Regions from separate parts of the Gossypium hirsutum genome. Here region 1 is linked to region 2. The links are chromatin contacts, called in public Hi-C maps. All regions are on one chromosome and are shown on one strand. Each heading gives the region's core, a stretch centred on a gene start, on an enhancer-like site or on the middle of the called end of the contact. The rest is flanking DNA. Distances are from core to core; before and after follow the strand shown. Region 1 holds the start of LOC107920113 (glutamate receptor 3.7). Region 2 holds the start of LOC107918422 (septum-promoting GTP-binding protein 1).

The links. A called contact is a pair of places that touch in the nucleus more often than the background predicts.
Region 1: a Hi-C map of leaf shows a contact between it and region 2, with 2.2 times the contacts expected there. The contact joins the promoter of LOC107920113 here to the promoter of LOC107918422 in region 2. A contact is called at or near these places in 2 of 34 Hi-C or Micro-C datasets (both in leaf).

Annotation. Positions count from the first base shown.
Region 1 is chrD13:20,071,577-20,078,030 of Gossypium_hirsutum_v2.1, reverse strand. LOC107920113 (glutamate receptor 3.7) reads left to right here and starts at 4,471. Exons shown (of 6, transcript XM_016849642.2): 1 at 4,471-5,298; 2 at 5,750-6,454. The coding sequence starts at 5,040.
Region 2 is chrD13:19,938,322-19,944,657 of Gossypium_hirsutum_v2.1, reverse strand. It overlaps LOC107918422 (septum-promoting GTP-binding protein 1), which reads left to right and starts at 2,450. Exons shown (of 6, transcript XM_016847984.2): 1 at 2,450-2,884; 2 at 2,972-3,098; 3 at 3,201-3,282; 4 at 3,475-3,514; 5 at 3,610-3,693; 6 at 4,559-4,884. The coding sequence starts at 2,576. The coding sequence ends at 4,723.

The DNA of each region.
Region 1 (6,454 bases), core at 3,222-5,721, 130 kb before region 2:
TAAACACAATAATATTATTACAGTTATATTTCATTCCATTCAACCAAACAATTGAATTACTGATTACAGCTCTATTTCATTACAGTTCTATTCCATTACATTTCTATTCCATTCCAGTGAACCAAACGTACTGTAAATGTTTACATTTGTTTTTTTATTTAAAAATCTAAAATAACTTTATTAATTTAATAGATTATCTTATTATCAAATTCAATATGTATTTTATTTTTTACAATTGTTTATTATTTTAATTTTAATATTTTAAGTAAATTTTTCAATATTTTTATTTCATTTAATAGAATAAATAAATTCATGTAATTATATATTAATTAATTAAAATATTTAAATAAATATATGAATAATGTACCTATTTTTAGTAATTCGAATATTTTTAATTATTTATTAATATTTCAAATATGTTATAAATTCCATTAAATACAAATATTATTTTAATATCCTTAATGATCATTTTCTCTTTTCATTATAATGCATCTCACCGCCATCGCTGCAATTGAATCCAAACAAATTTTCACCATTGATTTTAATCTACAATACCAATCCCACTGCTATAATAATTATTTTTATTGTCACTTTTTTAACCTCACTGGAAATAATCTCATCGGTGATCCAAAGAAAGCTTAATTCTAAAACCCGATTCTCTTACATCTCCTTACTCTAACCTAGACTTGATCATGCGTCAGGTTGAAACAATTTAAAATTTTAGGCCCCTTTTCTAGGCTCAGGCTCAACCCAAAAATGAGCATAAAATTTTACCCAAACCCGACCCAAATAAAAGATACTAAACCCAAGCTCAACCCGATCCAACTCGGTCGTATTAAAATTTTTTATATTATTTTGTATATAAAAATAAATTTTAAAAATATAATACATCAAATACACTAAAAACATTAAAATAATTTTTTCTCAACAAATTGAAAATACATTTAAAAAAGTCTTTATACTTAAATAACACTAAGATAGTTGCAACTTAGCAAGCAAATACCTCTAAAATAGTAGCAAAATCAATAATATAACGAGAGCCATACAATATCCAAATAATAACCACAAAATGATAGCAATATAATATCAAATTGGCAATAAACAACAAAAAAAAATGTAGACAAATTCGAGCCGCGTCCGAGCTAAAAAAATCTTACCCAATGTCAACCCAATTAAAAAGCGGGTCTTATTTTTTTGTCTAAACCAATTTTTTGAGTCTATATTTTTAATTAAATTCTCTTACATTTTGAAAAGATGTTCAAGCTTGGAGAGAAGACTCTGGCTGAGGAAAAGTTGTAATCTAACCGCGTTGCAACAATCTTACAAGTTCCATCCATTCAGTCGCCATTTTGCTTGCATTTGTTGTATAAGTAGCATTTGCATTTGTTTTTAAATTAGGCTTCTAGCCATGTAAAAACTGTATTTACTTTGATAGATCCGAATCAAGTCTTCTTATGAGTGAAGGATTGCATCTAATTAATTTAGATGAAAAGAAATCTTTTTGTAGAAAAGCAAAGTAAATTGGATGCACACAGAGAATCAATCTAATTGGATGCTAAAGCTAAGAGGAATAAAACTTCACTTTAATATTAAGCAACAAAATTCAAAAGCATACCAAATAGTGAAAAGGAAGAGCTTTCCAGTTAAAGTTATCCATTATTAAATTTTTCTTCATTTTAATAATTTAATTTGAAAAAAGTTGTAGATTTAAATTTTAATATATTGAATTCAAAAAGTTGTTGAGGAGTGATTATAATTAAATAAAAATCAGAGAAATGTAAGGTTTAAGTTTCGCCATCTATTTCAATGTTAAGATTAACAAAAATTGTATAAATTAAAATTAAAATATTTATATTTAATAGTATATCATTGCCGATTGAATCTTAATTCGATTAACATTAGTATTGTTGTTAGTATAAGAGGACATGATGGTTCTAGGGATTATATAAAAAAAAGTGTATTGTTAAAAAATATAATGATTAGATTTATTTTTAATGTTTTTAAAATTATTTACAAATTTATTAATAATACATTTTAATAAGGTAGAGGTCTCCCTAAAATGGTGTCATTCCTATTTTGATCATTTTAATTTATTTTTTTCAATTTAGTCACTTTCATTAGAAAATTGACAAAAATGGCCACTAGCCATTAAAGCCTTAATGGATCATTGATTGGACCTAAATAAAGGAAAAATTATTCTTTTAGTCCATTTAAAAACTATAAATTTTCAGTTAACACCATTACTATACTCAAAAAATTTTAATTTTTTTATGCTTAAGCAAAGAAAAAGAGAACAATCTACTGTAGCTCCGCCCTTTATGATGTAGCCACCATCTCCACTCCTTCGTCTTTCACCCAAACAAGAAAATTTTGTCATGGCTTTTGTCCTAAAAAACATCACCATTGGTTCAGTACCTTCATATTCATTCTACTTTTATGGTATTACAGCTGAGTGATGTTATGGATAAGTGCCACGTGTGCAAATCTGACAGTTGTTTAGGGTGCAACCTTTTCTTGCAAAGTCAACAAAAAAGACGAAAATGGAGTTGCCGCTACTAATAAAACTAAAACTAAACATTTATTTTTATATAACTATTCATATGCACCATTTTTTCTTAATTATTAAGATGCACTTTTCTTTTGCTCATAGTTATCTCTCCCATAACTTCCTATTTTTATCAAAAATGGTAAATCACGAAGTCGCGTTACTTACAATTGCGGTTGCTGAAGATGCTGCAGCCTTATGTCAACTAGTAAAGTGTAGAATATTTAGGTAGGGGTCGATATATATATATCCGATCCGAGTCGTATTATAAAAGTTCCATAACTACTACAACTTGGTATTTGTACTGTTTAGATGATTGGTTTTGAAGTAATGTTAGTTTCATCCAAGATTAAAAGGGTACACTAACCTCTCAAAGTTGTCTAGATTAATTTTTTTTTCTTTTTTTTAGTTTGATTTAATTGGAATGTAATCATTATATAGTTTCAATGTTTAGGTTAATAAAAGACTTTGAATTTTAAAATAAAACCCTTAATACATATATTTTTGTGTGAAGAGTTATCATCTCCTTTTTGCTAGTCCCAATTGGTTAAGTTGTCAAGGGTTTAATAGCAAAATAATTATTTTGGTAAATTTTTCTAACCACAATGAATGTTAATATAAAAACCTTAATACAATTGCGAATTAGAATGTGTCAATAGAGTTAATAATGGGTACAATATGCTACACGATTTTATTAAATGTAAAATAAAATCTTATCTATTCTATTTTTATAAAAAGTTCATTACCAAATTCCTTATTTAAACAAGGTATATGAAAGTGTATTGAAGTGAATAAGAATGGATGGATAGAGTTTGTAATGGCTAGAATTTACATGATTTTATTAAATTTTAAAATAGAAATCTTATCTATGCATTTTCCCTCAACTCCTATGCACTACTGCCACCAAGCAACAACCCTCACCCATCTTTCATCATCTACCTTTCTAACCTCTCAGCTGACTCAAAATCAACTCCAAAATACTTTGAAATCTCAATATCCACAACACCCCTAATACTCGATGCTCATAAAAACACTCAATAAACCATGAACCATCAAGATAAAATAATAATAATAATAAACATCATCAACAAAAAAAAAAGAAACAAGAACTCAATTTGGCTTGGTTTGGGTTCATCTCTTGGTGATCTCACATGCTGACCAGGGGAGGAAAAGGAGGCCTAGAAATGTTAGTGGTCGGAAAAGACGACCTGAACGATGGTGCAACCATCCAAGAAGTAGCAACAATTGGCAGCTCTGACAACGCAATAGTGGACAACAACTAGGGTTTTTTGGAAAACGAAAAAGGAAAGAAAAGAAGAGAAGAGGGAAAAAAAATAGAGGAAGTGAAAGAATAAGTAGAGAGGAGACCGCCGGTGTTGCCAGTGGTCGGTGAGGGTGAATTGAAGATGTTGAAGCATCGTGTTTGGTGGTTCATGGGAGTTCGGGGTGTGTATTGTGGAGAGTGAAACTTGATAGAATTTATTGTTTTTTTTTAATATTTAAGATGGTAAATATTGGAGAATTAAATTTATTATATGGATAATATAAAATTTTATATATTTTTCGACCCTCAATTAAGAGTAAGTAAAGAAAGTAATTAAAATATTTAATTTTAAAAAATTAACTTATTAAATGAAAAATTAATTATACTTACCCTTTCCAATTGGATCCTCATTTAAAAAAATACTTTTAGTAGTTAGAGCAAAATATTTTTTAAGCTGATAGGTGGGATTTAAAACATTATTTATGAAAAATTAAAACAAAAAAAAATTAGAATTAGATTCTATGATTCCAAGCGTGTGAATCACGCACCTTTGTGCACGTAGAAACGAAACTTTCTTATTCTTTCATTAAAAAATAATGTACACTGGTGCATGCAATGCAAGTAGTACTAATAAATGATAAATCTATCTCTTTCCTAAATAAAGTCTTAATTTCTTTTTCTTTGAACTTTTTTTCTGAGCCAAGGAAAATTAGCAGTTCATTCATTGAATTTATTGTCTACCAATTATTCAAAGAAAAGTATAGTAATCTGTTTTGCTCCATTGGAAAAGACCAAATGCCTCTAAGAAGTTCAATTACCAGATGCCTTACGTCACTGTTTGTTTTAAACATGACTTCCACAAGTTCCAAATTCCATGTCTAAATCACATTTTTCTTACTTCCAATTTACTACTTTGCAACCATTGAATTTTAGTACTACTTTAGCTAGCTTTAACGCTCTTGACTCTTCCGTTCCAAACTCCCAAGTTTTTTTTCTTAATTATTATTTAAGTGTGAATTTTATTTTGCCGGTTGAGGTTGAGTTCTCTTATTGATTTTATAATCTAGGTATTAGTAAAAAAATTCATGCTTGGCTTTCTGTTATTAAGATTTTTTAACCCCAAGAATTCCTGACTGTAGACAAAGGCCAACTCTTTAAACAGATTAAGGGCAAAAAAGGGGGAGAGAGGCTCATTTTCATTCAAGTTGTTGGTTTTGATAGCTTTCAACAATGAAAAATCTTGGGTTTTCTTGGTTTTTTTGTTTGATGATATGGGTGACCCTTAATTGTCTTGTGGGTTGTCAGAAGCCTGGTGCTGTAAATGTTGGTGCTGTTTTCACTTTTGATTCTGTTATTGGTAGAGTTGCAAAGGCAGCAATGAAAGCTGCAATCTCTGATATCAATGCTACTCCCACTATTCTGAATGGAACTCGTCTTAATTTGATTGAGGCTGATGCTAATTGCAATGCCTTCTTGGGATCTATTGAAGGTAACTTGAATTCTGGTCTTTCATTCTTCCTTTTTTGCTGCTTAGAACTGTTATAATACATGGTTAATTTTAGCAGGCTTTGTTTTTTTTTTTTAATCACAATTTTAGTGAATATTTTGGATGGTGGGAAAAGTTATGATGTCTAATTCAGTTTTACTGTATATCTTCCTCCTTATGCTCTCTGTTCTAGGTTAACATGAATTTGTTTCTAGCTTTCCTTCAATTATATTCTAGCTTGATCATAATGAAATTGCTAAGCTTTTTAATCCTTCAATGAGCTCAGAAAGATGTCATATCTCTCTTGATCTTATGCTTTCTATGTGGTGTGATTTCCATATCTGGCAAAACGTCCCTCTGAGTCATGATATTCCTTCAAAAATTTTACTGCTAAGAATATTAAACAAAAACTAAAGTTGTTCTAAAACAGATTGAATCTTTGTTTTTTTGTCAGCTTATCAAGTAATTGAAAAAGAGGTGGTGGCTTTTATTGGTCCACAGTCATCTTCAATTGCTCATATGATTTCTGAAATTGCCAATGGTCTTCAAGTTCCACTTGTTTCATATGCCGCCACCGATCCAAGTCTCTCTGCTAAGCAATTTCCATTCTTTGTCCGAACTGTGCAGAGCGATTCCTACCAAATGAATGCTATGGCTTCTTTAGTTGATTTTTATGGATGGAAAGAGGTCATTGCTATCTATGTGGATAATGATTATGGGAGGAATGGGATATCTGCCCTAAATGATGAACTCAATAGGAGAATGGCAAAAGCTGTCTATAAATTGCCCTTGCCTGTACGTTTTACACAACATGACATCGTAACTGTTCTCAATCAATCTAGATTGCTAGGTCCTCGTGTTTATATTGTTCATGTTGACCCAGACCCTGGATTAAGAATTTTTGCCACTGCTGAAAAGCTTCAGATGATGAGCAGTAACTATGTGTGGTTTGCAACAGATTGGCTTTCTGCTACCATAGATTCATTTGCTCCCATGAATGGAACTGCTCTTAGTGTGCTTCAAGGGGTAGTTGGACTTCGCCAACATATTCCAGAGTCGAACCAAACGAAGGATTTTATATCTCGATGGAGAAAGATGCAGCAGCAAGGGTTGGTAAAATCAGAGTTGAATACCTATGGCCTTTGTGCTTATGACACGG
Region 2 (6,336 bases), core at 1,201-3,700:
CAAAGAGGAATTCATTCTACAAAAATAAGTTATCAAAATGTAATATATAGCATGTTAATAGCAAACATATCTAATAAACAATTATGTCATTTACATAAAAAAATAACCTAGAGAGGTAGAAATCAAATACCGCGATATTTATGTCAAATAAAAATTAGTAATAGCCATACCTTAATTGAAAAAAATATATGTTCGAAATATAAAAGTTGCTTACCAAATCTAAACTTTACCCATACTTATACAATGATATTCAAATATCATGAATAAAAACCATGATCCATTCTGAAATTAAAATTTTCAATATCCTTAACAACATATAAATATAACAAAACTAATCATAATTAATCACAAATATAATAATCTCAGCACAATTTCGAGTTTTTTCTCGACAATTTTGGTTTTCTTTTCTTATATGCAGTAGAAAACTGTTTTGGGTTTATAGGTATCTTAGTGTACATCATTAAAAATATGAGGTTAGTTAAACGATCAAGGAAAGAGGAATAAGGTGGTAAGACATTGGGTTGATTCCAATTGGATTTAAATTTCCTTTTTGAAGCACAGCTGAGATTGCTTTCATTGATTTTATTTACATACAAAATCTAAAATTTGAAGTCTAAGCATTGGGTTTCCTCCAAAGGATCCTAGGTTTGATCCTTGGGGAGGTTATAAGAAAGAAAGTTTTTATTTTTCTTTCTTTCTTTCTTTAGCTTAGAAGAGGATTTGTGAAAAAGAAACTCAAAATATATTGTAAAATAAAAATAAAGAAATAGTTAAAAAATAGAGGTGGAATATGAGAAAACGTATAAGAAGAAGTAGGAGGATAAAAAAAAGTATGTATTTTTATTGATTAATAGAAATGATTTATGGTCTATATTTATAAATAGAAAAAATATATATGACATAAAACTATATATCTAATAACTATTTGAAAGAATTCACTTGATAATAAAATATTGCTAACAGAAGAGTTAATATTTTAAGAATAATTAAATATCCCCGACAGTTATTACCAACCAAAGATATTTTGACACCGACCGACCACTGTTGGTTTCATTATTACAAATAAAGAAAGGGGATAATGATGTGTAAGATGTTGAGTCCACTCATCAAATTCATGCTCAAGTCTTTCTACGATTAGACCTGTCTCGGGACAAATATATGTATATTATTTATTATTATGAAAGTTTACAAATCTAGGTTCTTTTCTTACAATTTTGAATTATTTTTGTGAACTTGAGGTTGGACATCTTAACATAAAATAATAAAATTTGGCATCCCAGAATGAAAATCAATAATTTTGAAATACAACAATGCTTTTTATCTCCAAAAATTCTGAATATAAAAGTTAACAATAACCTCAACCCCTAAACAAAAATCTGGGCTCAACCCTATTATTATCTACATACGTGGTTCAATTATTTATTAGATTTATTTGCATCCACGTTTCAAGGACAAGTGTCCTCTTTCATTCAATTAAACAAACTTTATCATGCTTTCCATGGGCCCATTTCTACCATTGCATTTTCATATCTAAGAATACAGCCTACCTTATTATAAATAAATAAATAATCATGTAAATCATTTCATATTTACAAATGTATATGAAAACTAATATCTTATGCTCTAATATAATATTTAAAAAACATGTTAAATTGTTTATTTTTGAAAACCTGGTTCAGATTTATTTAGCACAAATATTATTCTTCAGAGTTTGAAGAATTATATTAAAAAAATTTAATAAGAAAGATATAATATATATGATTATTAAATATTAAATAAAATAATTATATTTAAAAAATGGTTGAACTTAAATACATTTAAGTTGGTCATTTGTAAAAGTGGACGGGCTTAAGCAAAATTTGAGAAATATATTTAAAGTTGAATTGAGATTGGACAACTATGAAGGATAGTGATCTCGTACCTATAAACCTTTATATCAAATTTAACCATTAATGTTTATATTTTTATCAACTTGACTTTTAGTCTTTTTTGGAGCTAAATCTAGCCATTCATCTTCAAAAAGAGTCAAATTACTTTTTTTTAATGAAAATATTGAATAAAATGTTAATTTGTTAACGATGTTAGTATGATAATCCGTAAATGGTATAACTTTATTTATCTCAATACATGTAGTAATAAAAAAACAAAAAGCAGGGTATCAGTCTGCCCAAGTAACAAAGGAATGGCTTTAGTAAGGGGGAAAAGGAGAGTTACTATGACAAAAACGTGAAAAGTGAAAGCTCCAAAATTTGAAGGGGGGGATGAAGGTTGTAGGGTGTTTCGGCATAAAATAATAAAAAAGTTACAGAAATAACCCTAGCCGGCAATTTGGACTAGAACCGAAAATTATTGTCCACAACACGGTCAACTGTCCCGTTAAACTAGTCGTTTTCGTAGCTAAAAAGTCTCGTCGTAACTGAAATTTAAAGGCTCACGTCCCAAAAATATCCAAAATAATTTTAAAAAAGATTTATCCAGCCAGCCTTCTTTTTTATTATTGTTTTTCATCGACACAAATTTATTTGTTTCTGTTTGAAGACAGATCATTATCATCACCATCATCGTCATCATCATCATGACCCAATTTTGCCCCAAAATGGTTAAACTCAACCTTAGACGCAGATTTCAGCGTCGCGTTTTGATTTTGCGACGCTGCATTCGTTGCTTTTGGGACCGCTTCCTCATGTGCTCCCTAGGGAAGCCCATTAAGACTCGGTATCGAATGTTATCCTCCACCTCCTCCTCCGTGCATCCACCGCCTTCCGCCTCCGTACGTCCTCCTCCTGTTTGTCACCATGGCCGCCATGATCATAAGGACTCGGATTTGGTTCCATTGAAGATCAGTCTCTTGGGTGATTCTCAAATTGGAAAAACTAGTTTTCTGGTTAGCCCCATTACCTTAATCTATTTTTACTTAAAGAATTTAATTGAATACCCTATTCAAATGCATATTTTGCCGTGGTTTTTGAAGATGAAATACATTGGAGATGAGAATGATGATGAACAAGAAGACAGTCAAGAGAAAGGGTTGAATTTGATGGATAAAACATTTTTTGTGAGTGGAGCAAGAATTTATTACAGCATCTGGGAAGTTGATGGTAATCCATTTCTTTTCTTTCAAAAAATTTCATGTTTTCCCTTTTACTTTTGCTTTCATGGCATCAGCAATCTATTCATTTTCTTTTCCGATTGAAAAACAGGGGTTGAGAAATTTCAGGATCATCTTCCCCTGGCTTGCAAAGACTCTGTAGCAATCCTTTTCATGTTTGATCTAACAAGCAGGTGTACTTTAAACAAGTCTGTACTCATATTATCCATTCCTATATCTCTGTACTCATATTATCCATTCCTATATCTCCATTTCAGTCGACAATGAGAATGAATTATTGTAATATTGCTTAATGGCTGCCCCTGCCACTTCAAATTGTGGGTAATATTCTAATTCAAATGGGGGTCTTTATTCTGTTGTTGCAGTGTAATAAGTTGGTATCAAGAAGCCAGGAAATGGAATCAGGTATTCACTTTCATTGCTTCTGTTCTAGGTTTCAAGATCTGTCACTATATGTTTGACGAAATGTCTCATTCTTATGAAAAACTTCGATTGTGCAGACAGCAATACTGATTATGATAGGAACCAAATTCGATGATTTCATTCAACTTCCCATAGATCTGCAGTGGACAATTGCTAGTCAGGTAAACTTTTACACAGTTCTTGTTGAACCTTTGAATCATTAGCCAAAATGTCCAAAAACATATTCCACTTGCTTTGGACAATTTTCAAAACAACCAAATCAATGTTTTATAATTAAAATTGGAGAACAAATGAAGTAAATCAAGGGACGAAAACACCCCTTTTTATGGAGATTGTTGTCTCTCACCCTTCACCAAATCCTGTCATCTAAATTTTATTGCAAGTGTTAAGATATTCGGCATACTGGTATAAGTACCATGGAGGCCCTTATATTAGGATTCGGATTGAATTTGGCCCCTCTACTAAAAAAATGAGCAAATTAGTATCAAAGAACAAATTAGTCCTCTAGTTAAAAATTTTATCCATTTTTATGGTTAAAAACTGGTCTTTGTATCTTGACATGAGGTACATGTGCAATGCTATGTGCACTTGTCTGGTTATTCCGTCAGCTATGCCTGTCAACTACGCCAGTTTTTAACAGTATAAATGATTAAAATTTGAACTGAAAGGATCAATTTTCTCTTTGATTTAAATGTACAGAGATTGATTTACTTATTTTTTGAGTAAAGGGGCAATCTAACTCTTAGTACAGGGGCTTCCATGATACTTTTACCTTGGAGTATCATACCTCATAATCATATCCTTATGTTAGAAAACAAATATCGAATACAAGTACTTTAGGGGCGAGTAACATAGATTTCAAGCACACCAACAATCCCTACATATGAAATGAGTCTTTCTCTTAGTTGTAGTTGGAATATGTTTATACCCTTGATTTGTTGTCCTGATTGCAATGCTCAATAAAGTTCGTTATTGTCTCTTAAGAATATTTTCTTAACTGGGTTCTTATTTATACGGCAATGACAGGCAAGAGCATATGCCAAGGCTCTGAATGCGACGGTGTTCTTTTCAAGTGCTACATACAACATCAATGTGAACAAGATTTTCAAGTTCATCACAGCCAAACTCTTTGACCTGCCTTGGACAGTGGAACGCAATCTTAACATAGGAGAACCCATCATTGATTTCTAAAACTTCCTGTTGTTGTAATGTAGATATATAGAGTTTCCAAAGAGATTGATCCTAAGCCAACCGGTCACCAGATTTTTATGTTTGGTGATGATTCGAGTTGTTCCACTGTGGGGAGAAAAGCCCATATTTAAGCAATGAATAGCATTTGAGTTGTTCAACAATTGTAACCCAAAAAAGACCCTACACGAAACGTATAGTGACCACAATTGGCATTTCTAAACAAAAATGCCTTGGAAGAAAGTAGAAGATCAGATTAAAAGAGAGGATTAAACATGAAAAAGAATGATGGCAATACTCTTCCAAGTTTTTAGGCCAGGTCGTCACCAGCTTGGCTTGCTCGGGTTTGGATAAAAAGAAACTATTTCATTTTCTTTTTATAATTAATATTTTTATTTAATTTGAATTTAATTATAAATATTAAAAAATTTAATTTATATGATATATTATACATGGATATGAGTTAGATGTTAGAAATATGGAATGAGAGATTAAAAATGCAAAGAAGATAGGTGAATTGATATAGTTTTAAACGGTTAAGCAAACAACGCTAAATAGACAAAAGGTGAAGGACTAATTGGGCAAATTAACCCAAACTGAAAAGAAATCATTGAATGACATTTTGGTATCGATACCAAGGGTAAAGTATCGACACGTTGAAGAACGTATAGATACTTAGACCAAAATATAGATTCTTTGAGTAAAGCATTGATACTTGGGGTGATACCTAAGCTATAGTATCGATACATTAGTGGTGGTATCAATACTTGAGCCTTGTTTTACGAAAAAAATTTACCTGGTTTGGTCCAGTATTGTAGTATTATGAAAACAACACATTAATAGGTTTAAAATATGAACAGATAAGGGTTTGGATAAATGATTTAGCCAAGATGTAACAACCCGGTTTAGACCTTAGTCGGAACTGTGGCTTCGGGACCACGAATCTGAGTTATAAAAATATATTAATAGTATTTTTAGTGTCTACAACATGTGAATTAATATGTGTGAAAGTTTCGTGTGAAAATTTTATCGTTTGTGTGCTCAATTTGCTAAAAGGACTTAATCGCGTAAAATGCAAAAGTGACTTGCTAATTGTTAAAGTGTTATATTGCTATGGCTTTTATTATGTGGAGCCTTATGTTGTAATTTAGCCATTAGAATTATGCATGGACAAGTTTGGACAACCATTATAAAGTTTATAATTAAATACTTAAGGTTAAAATAGTAAAAAAGTAAAGTAATATGTAACAAAATAAAATAAAACATGTTAATGGATGATTCATTCATCCTTATTGCCAAAACTTGAAAGAAAAAGAAAGAAAATAAGCAAGCTAGGGTTCGACCATTGCTATATTTGATTAAGGTATGTTAGTTGATCGGTTTTTGATAATTTTTATGTTTTTGAGATCGTTGCTTCGTGTTTTAGCTAGCCCATGTTTTAATTTTCGGTATTGATGATGAATTTGAGATTTGATATTGATGGTAGCTTGTGGTTTTTTTTGTTCGATGATGGAAAATAAATCTTTGATGTTTGATTATCATGTTTAATTAAGTGATTTTTGATAAAATTCAAATTAGGGATTTATTTGTGAAATTAGAAAATTTATGGGCTTAAA